Regions from separate parts of the Hordeum vulgare genome. Here all the other regions are linked to region 2. Evidence: chromatin contacts called from public Hi-C data. All regions are on one chromosome and are shown on one strand. The core of a region is the stretch at or near the end of the contact, and the rest is flanking DNA. Distances in the headings are between cores, read along the strand shown. Region 1 holds the start of LOC123404596 (auxin response factor 8-like). Region 2 has its middle 220 kb from the start of LOC123406039. Region 3 has its middle 200 kb from the start of LOC123406039.

What was found. Hi-C and Micro-C count contacts between places; a contact is called where the count stands out from the background.
Region 1: a Hi-C map of seedling shows a contact between it and region 2, with 3 times the contacts expected there. The contact joins the promoter of LOC123404596 here to the enhancer-like site in region 2. A contact is called at or near these places in 2 of 6 Hi-C or Micro-C datasets (leaf and seedling) and 1 of 1 datasets of contacts at active chromatin or transcription factors (embryo).
Region 3: a contact with region 2 is called in a Hi-C map of seedling, with 6 times the contacts expected there. The contact joins two enhancer-like sites. A contact is called at or near these places in 2 of 6 Hi-C or Micro-C datasets (leaf and seedling).

The regions. Positions count from the first base shown.
Region 1 is chr6H:379,380,703-379,383,402 of MorexV3_pseudomolecules_assembly, reverse strand. It overlaps LOC123404596 (auxin response factor 8-like), which reads right to left and starts at 1,407. Exons shown (of 3, transcript XM_045098534.1): 1 at 183-1,407; 2 at 1-87. The coding sequence starts at 1,403.
Region 2 is chr6H:379,025,155-379,027,854 of MorexV3_pseudomolecules_assembly, reverse strand. No RefSeq gene overlaps it. Among protein-coding and RNA genes, the nearest start is that of LOC123406039, 220 kb to the right of the region's middle. Within about 2 kb of position 1,339, at least 2 of the 3 cell types and tissues checked have open chromatin away from gene starts, as enhancers often do. A contact at or near this core is called in leaf and seedling, where this site is marked.
Region 3 is chr6H:378,610,611-378,613,310 of MorexV3_pseudomolecules_assembly, reverse strand. No RefSeq gene overlaps it. Among protein-coding and RNA genes, the nearest start is that of LOC123406039, 200 kb to the left of the region's middle. Within about 2 kb of position 1,345, at least 3 of the 3 cell types and tissues checked have open chromatin away from gene starts, as enhancers often do. A contact at or near this core is called in leaf and seedling, where this site is marked.

The DNA.
Region 1 (2,700 bases), core at 158-2,657, 360 kb before region 2:
CATAGCCGGCATGCTCGACACGATCTCGACCAGCCACGGGCTGACCCGTTTCACATTCTGGAGGAGGTCCGGCTCGTCCCAGGTCACCTGCGCATTCACCAATTTGAGAAGTAAGCGAAACCTGTCAAGGAAGAGAAAGCAAACTGAATGATTTGTTTGTCGTGCTTTAGTGCCGGCCGTACCTGAAGAAGCCTCCACGGCGACTGCGGCCAACGGGTGGGGTGGGCGACCTGGACGCCGGCGACGGTGCCCATGAACCAGCTGATGCGGGACGAGTCCTCGGTCTCGAATGCCATCTTGAACCGCATCCCGGGGCACCACTGCACCCGCATCGCCGCTCGCACTGCTGCGGCGCGCACGCAGAACTCCGGTGTGCTGGCGCGCGGGAAGTACACGACCTCGAACGGCTGTCCACTGCCCGCCAGCCTCGCCGCCTCGACCACGTCCTCGGCGCGCACCTTGCCCCGAGTGCACGGGCTCGCATTGCCTCGCATCGGACCTGAATAGTACCGGCCCCAACCGGTTAAAGACAAGGATCCCTCCTCCGCACCGCGGAACCCGCGCTTGGCGCGCCGGATGCCCACGTGGAGGTCCCCGCCGTCGCCGCGTAGGAACACGATGGAGTCGCCGGCCACGAGCTTCTTCCGGTTCACGAACGCGCTCCAGCCCGTGGTGAGCAGGTGCCGGCGCGGGGTGCCCCGGTAGATGTGGCGGAACTTCCACGCAGTCCCATGCACGTCCTTGGCAATGACGGTCTGCACGGGCGGGTCGGCGGCGTAGTCCAGCCGCGGGAAGATGGTCTCGGCGCAGTACCTCGGTACCGAGAAACCCCCGCCGTTGTTGGCGTCGGACTGCGTCAGAGTCTTGGCGAACGACGCCGGCTTCTCCTGCTCGCCGTCAGCCGCCACCGCGGCATCATCCTGGACATTGCCATCCGCGTCCGTGTCGCCAAGTGGGGCGAGGAGGATCCTTGCGAAGACCTCGTCGGTGTGTGTGTCGGCCATGTACAGTACGGCAGCGACGCGGCAGGGCACGAGCGCTGGGACGCGCGCCGCGGAGAGATCGGCCCCAGCGTCTAGGCCAAGCGCGTGCTCGGCGTGGCCTTGCGGGAAGTAGTAGACGCTGCAGCCCACCGGCGGCACGGTGCACATGCCGCCCGCGCACGCCAGCCACAGCTGCCGGTCAACGCGCCGCTCGGCGCCCGGCGGCGGCTCCGTCAGGTCCGCGAACGTGATCATCGGGAGAGCACCAACGGCCGAGCGAGGTGGAGGGTTTTCTGGGAGTGGCGATGGACTGGTGGCGCGATGGGTGGGAATCGGAGGTAGAAGCGGAGGCGAGCAACGAACGAGTGGTGCCGTTCCTGCTGTAACTCTCACAACGAACGGCTTACGAGTCCCATTCATCAGCGAGTGGGAGACAGAGTGGCTCGACCGGTTCGTGGATATAGTCGGATGGCGCATTGCTAGGAAGCAGGGCGCGGGACCAGTGGCTACAAGCACGCCCGCACAAGTGTGAGTTTCAGTGTGTGTTAGCACTGCACCGTACTGGTGCGGGCAAGACCATCGTGGACAAACCGCCTGGTGTGTTGCTAGGATGATGTTACACTAACTCCAACTCACGATCCTCGATTTTGTTCATTTGGGTAGGGTAATTGGTCAGCATACAAAATGGTCAAGACCTAAGCTTCACATCGGTAACAAAACCAGCGGCCTGTCGGGGTCATGAAAATGATCGTGACAATAGCAGGGATACGAATGAGAGGCGAAACCTAGCTATGGCGCAGTGAATACACTCGGATGTACGAGTTCGGGCCTCATTCTGGAGTGGTAACAACCCTACATATCGAGCCGTGCGGATGATGATTTCTTATGGGGTATGTGATAGTACATGATGTTGAACCCTCAGTCAGGAGATCGGGGTGGCTTATATAGAATGCGCCACGACCGGCCGAGCCTCATTACAAGGGTGAGTTAATGCTAATAACTATGAAAAGTTACTAGAAACGGCAGCTCGAACTCCAATGTAACTCGTAACGCATGTCTTCACTGCACTTCATGTGATAGTTTAACTCTGTAGCCGTTGCAGTCCCTTCGTTGTCCACGCCTTGCTGTAGTCCGAGTGTCGGCATACATCCGACTGACACGAAACTATCCGAGTGACCTTGTGCTAGCCGAGTGAAGATATGATCGCCCGAGTAAGGTCATGATTGCACCGGTGGCTTTTGGGACGTGAATGTCCATGTAGGGTTTTAGGCAGGCCTAGAGATGCAGGTCCGTAGGACTACCCCTAATGTACAACCCCGTTAGTAGTCACCGAATCAGTTGAGGTTTTTATGGCCGAGTAGAAGGCACTCTTTGGAGCCCTCGATGTCTCATGGACGCCGAGGTTGTAGCTCGAGGCTACATCACTCGGGCTCTGAGTAAACCACTCCGGGTTCAAGAGCGAAAGATTCTGAGTGTTGGAGCATGTCGGCATGCTTCCGATCAGTAATAATTGAATACCTTTCGGGAAGATAGATTTAATGATTCGGATGATCGGAAGCTTGGGGCTCCGATTGTCCAATCGGCGAGGTAGGACACGTCCCACTCGTGCTACGGTACGGGTGATCTGATTACCTTCTTGTGTTGTTCGAATGCTTGGGATCCCACGGAAGGACTAGTGGCAGGGTATTGGGATCCCCTCATTATGCGCTGCGGATAC
Region 2 (2,700 bases), core at 90-2,589:
CGATCTTGAGTGCAGCAACATCGAGGTGAGCGAGCCTGGCGATGGCTGCATGATCTTCGTCGGAAAGGGGCTCGTCAAAACGGTGGATGAGCGCGTGCGCCCTAATAATTGAAGTGTTACCACCGTGTGATGGCGTCATCTTTGCTAAGTGAAGGGGCTATCAGAATATCATGATGAAGATTGACTGCGTGGAGATCGTGAACCTTTCGAACTCTCGTCATAATTTCCCCTTGGCCGCGCCTTCGCTTCTTCTGGAAACTACTAAGAAATATATATCTTATTGTTTTTTTGTTCAATCTACCTAGATCTTATAATCTCTCGGCTAATTTTGCATTAGCGAGGTCGAGGTTTGGACTGATACTAAACCTCCTTTCCTAGTTAGTAGTATTGTCACAAGGGCGCTTTCGTTGTATAAAGATTTCCAAATTGTGGGAGAAAAAATGTTGTATTTTAATACGGGACTCCCTGAATCAGGCCTCGCATTTTCGCTGGCCGGCAGCGCTACAAATGGAGAATGTTTGAAGTCGGCGCGCCGGCCGAACCGTTTGGCCGATCATGCGCGACCCGCACGGGTGGCTAGCCCAGTCACGAAGCATTTTTCGTCCAGATTTACTGCAACCGGCGTTTAAATTTGCTACAGGCGTTTTTCATTTGTTATAATTTGTTCATTAAAAAAATTACATCCACGTTTGGTTGCAACCCGAGTTCGTCGGATTTTTTTGCTACAACCTGCGTTTGATTTTTTGCAACAAACGATGTTAATTTTGTTACAATCGGTATCATTTTTTGCTATAACCGTTCACTAAAAAAGCTGCATACGCGTTCGTCGGAGTTGTAACCCAAGTTCATCTGATTGTTTTGTTATAATCTATATTTTTATTTTGCTACCACGCATTATCAGCTTCTTTTTTTGCTTCGACCACGTTGATATTTTTTTCTACGACCCTATTTTTGCTACATCCATGGCCAAAGTTTGCTACATCGTTGTTTATTTTTACTTTAATCGATGATTTTTGTTGCATGAACAGATTTGACAGTCAAACCAGATTTGATCTGACGGATCGGATGATTCGTGTTCCGCTGATCGAAAGTTTCGGTCCGCGTGCCGACGCACAGCAGTGCCCTGCTAGAGAGGGGACATTTGCACGCATGCACTCGGCTTCAGCAACTCCTCGAAGACACGGGAAAAATGAAAAGAGTCTGAGCTTTTTTTTTTCTTTTTGAGGATAAAAGAGGCTGAGTTGGAACGTGTGCCTCGGAACAAAGATTCCCATGGTGGCCAGAGCACAGAAACGTGTATACCGCCGGACCCACGTGCCCGGCACTGGCACGAGGAGTCGCCGGCTCGCCGGTCACGCCCACATGCCCGTGCCGTCCTCCGGCCTCTGCGCGCGGTGCCAGCTGCGAGAAACCACGCGACGCGATGCCGGGGATCCGTGCTGTTATTAGCTGCTTTGACTTGCTGTTTTGCTAATCCCGTATGGATGGATCGAGCTACCTCGTCAAGATGCGAGCGAGAGCGCTGGCTAATGCGGTGCGGAGATTTGATGCACATGCTCGTGTTGGCGTGTGCTTCGGCACATGCCAAAGCTGAAATCTCAAAAATAAATAAACAGTAACAACTGTTACACGTGTAATACGAAGTAACATGACTCAAACACAATCATTATCATCCATCTTATTATACCAAACATATAACATCAGCGATATTTTTTTTGAACATAAAATATTTTATTCGTTAAATAAAAATGTAATGAAAAATTTATTTTCATCATTAATTCCGTCTCGAGACAATCTTTAAAACTAGATTACATATTGATATATTTCAATGATATTTTTTAAACTAAAAGTTGTCATGATGTTTACATTGAAGTTGCTATAGTGTTTACATTATAGTTGTCATGATATATTATATTTAGTTTTTTTCTTGATTTTAAGATACCATTATATTTCAACTATTTTTTACAACAATTTTTATTAATTGACCATGGTAATTTTAGTAATTAACCATGATAAATTTATATCATGGATCATGCAATTTTCAATAATTCATTAAAGAAAATTTAGTTTATAGATCATAACAATTTTAATATTTTGACCTTGAAAATTATAGTACTTGGCCATGTAAACTATCTTTTATATAAACCATGGTAAATTTTAGTGCATCTATCATGGCTAATGGAAAATTTAAAGAACTCACCATGGCAATTTAAGTTATGGTTCGTAGAAAATTCGAATCATTGATCATTCATATTTAAAATAATTGATGATGAATTTCTTTTAAATTATGAACGATGTCAAAATTATTTCATGGATTATGGCAAATTTTAGTAATTCACCATGAAAATTTTAGTTTCTTAATTTTTTACAACATGTCAAAATTTACTTTAAACTAAGAAAAAAATCAAAATATGTCATGCCAACTTCAGTGTAAACACTTTGCTAATTTATATGCAATAGACATGATAACCTTTAATAAAAAAGTCGTCCAAATATGTCGATACGAGGTCCGAAAGATCTCGTCGCGAGGGATTTAATTATGAAAACGTTTTTTTATTGGATTTTTTGACTTAAGAAATAAAATAAATCTCGTTGTTTCAAATAACAATCACGTTGAACATTTTCAAATAGATCCAGTTAGAGTTGGCACTACATTCCAACCTTCTCATGCCGTCCTGCAGCAGATTTTCAACATTTCGA
Region 3 (2,700 bases), core at 96-2,595, 410 kb after region 2:
GCCTCTTAGCGGGGGTTGGAGTGCCCGGTTTTGGGAACCTTCTAGAGTTCCGAGTCGGGTTTTTCTGGTCTTGGGAAACTTCTAGAAAAATACCGTGAACCGGTTTTTCCTTTTTCATTTTTCTTTATTCTTTTCTGTTTCTGTCTCAAAAAATGTTCTCTATTTTCAAAAACTGTTTTTGAATATTCAAGAAATGTTCATGAATTTCAAAAAATGTTCTATATTCTCCAATAATTGTTTTTGGTTTCAAAATTTCTTCTTAAGATTCAAATTTGTTTTAAGTTTCAAAAAAAAAATCTTAAGATTCAAAAATTGTTTGTGCTTTAGAAAAATTCGTGCTTTCAAATTTGTTCAGAATTTTTCAAAATTGATCTTGGTTTCAAAATTTGTTCTCAAAATTCAAAATACATTCAAGTTTTAAAAATTTGTTCGCGCTTCCTAATTTGTTTGGGGTTTTCCAATTTTTTCTCATTTTCAAAATTAATTCTCAAGATTCAAAAAATGTTTGTGCTTTAAACAATTTGTTCACGTTTTTTAAAAATTGTCCTTGGTTTCAAAGTTTGTTCTCAAAATTAAAAACTGTTTGTGCTTCCAAATTTGTTCAATTTTTTAAAATTGTTCTCGGTTCAAAATTTGTTCTCAAAATTCAAAAACAAATGGTGCTTCAAAATTTTGTTCGGGATTTTTCAAAATTGTTTTCTTTTCCAAAAAAAAATCGCAGGATTCAATAAATGTTTTTTCTTTAAAAAATTGTTGATGCTTCTAAATTTGTTCCAATTTTTAAAAATTGTTCTCGGTTTCAAAATTCATTCTCATAATTCAAAAAAATTACATGCCTTAAAAATTTGTATGCGCTTTCAAATTTGTCCGTGGTATTTAAAAATTGTTCTATTTTTCAAAAAAAATGCCAGATTCAAAAAATGTTCGCGCTTCCAAATTTGTTCGCGTGTTTAAAATTGTTCTCGGTTTCAAAATTTGGTCTCAAAACTAAAAGAAAATTCGTGCTTGAAAAATTTGTTCGTGCTTTCATAAAATTTCAGGATTTTTCAAAATTGTTCTCCCTTTCAAAATTTTGTTCTAAAGATTAAAAAATGTTCATGCTTTATAAAATTGTATGCACTTCCAATTTGTTCACATTTTTCTGAATTGTTCTTCAAATTAGAAAGTTGTTTTTGCTTGAAATATAAAAAGAAAAGCAAAAAGGAAAAAACGATCCAAAAAATTAAAAAAAAACAGAGCAGCAAATAGGTAACAGAAAAATCAAACTGGGCCGGCCCAGTCGGGGCTCCCCTTGTGCGGCGCAGGGGCTTCCTGCCGCACTGAGCGGCAGGTAGGAGCTCCCTTGGTTGGCACCCAGCATCAATACTTGATCCAGCATGCTAGCACGTATGCTATGAGTAGCCTGCTGCGACAAAAAGAAAATCGGCTCGGCCGCAGGGAGCTAGAACTAGGCGAGCACAATAACTAGCAGTCGTGGTGTGCTCATATCATGATAATCAAGCAAGTTTTTCATTCTCATTTTTACATTTATACTTTTGATTATAGTTTTGAATTATTTTTTATTTTTTAATCTTGCATTTGAAAACTGTTCAAACATGTACTGAAAAATGTTTTTTGTTGTATACTAAAAATGTATAAATGTGATTATAAAAGTAGAAAATGTTGATCATGTATATGAAAAATGTTAATTGTATGTATGACTTTTTTGTGACAAGTATAAAATGTAGCACATTTCAGAAGAAATAGATGTGACATTTAAAGAATGATTGTACAAATATAAATGTAAATCAATAAAAATGTTTGTACGCTGAAAACAATGGACGTTAGATTTCAAAAGATCTTCACAAGTTTCAAAAATGTGTGTGTGACATTTTGAAAAAACTACAATCGACGAAATTTTTGTGTAGTTCATAAAAATGTTAAAAATATTTGGACATAAGTTCAGAAAATATAATTTAAATGTATTTGAAAATATATTGTAAACTTATTTCTTTATAAAAATATGTAATATGTATTTATAAAAATATTAAACTTGTATAAAGAATATATTATAAATGTATATAAAAATTTCATGTGTATGAAACAAAAGTAGACATGTATTAAAAGACAAACACAATGAAAACCAACAAAATAAACAAACATAAAAGCGAGAAAATTGGAAAATACCTAGAAAGAAATAAAGAAAACCAAAGTTTAAAAAGTAAAAATAGGAAATACTGAAAAAACTAATAAAACAGACACATAAAAGAAGAAAACGCAAAAACAAATGTGCAAAAACGAACAAACGAAAAGGAAAATAGGACCGAACACATTGACTGAACGAGAAAAACTGATTTTTTTCGTAAATTCGAAAGAACTTTTGTGGATTTGAAAAATATGTCCATGAATTTGAAAACTGTTTTGGATTTAAAAAATCTTCATGCATCCAAAAATTCTTTGTAAAATGTTCGTTAATTCAAAAGTGTTTGTGGTTATTTGAAAATGTTCAGGAATTCAATCATTGTTCGAAAATATTAAAAGACATGAATTCAAGAAGTCATCATGTATTCAACAATCTTCATGACTTAAAAAAAAGTCTGCGAATACAAAAAATGTACATAAATACAAAAACTTTAGCGAAATATAAAATGTTCAGGATTCACAATATTTTCATTTAGTTCAAAGATGATAATGATTCAGGGAAAAAATCAGGAAATTACA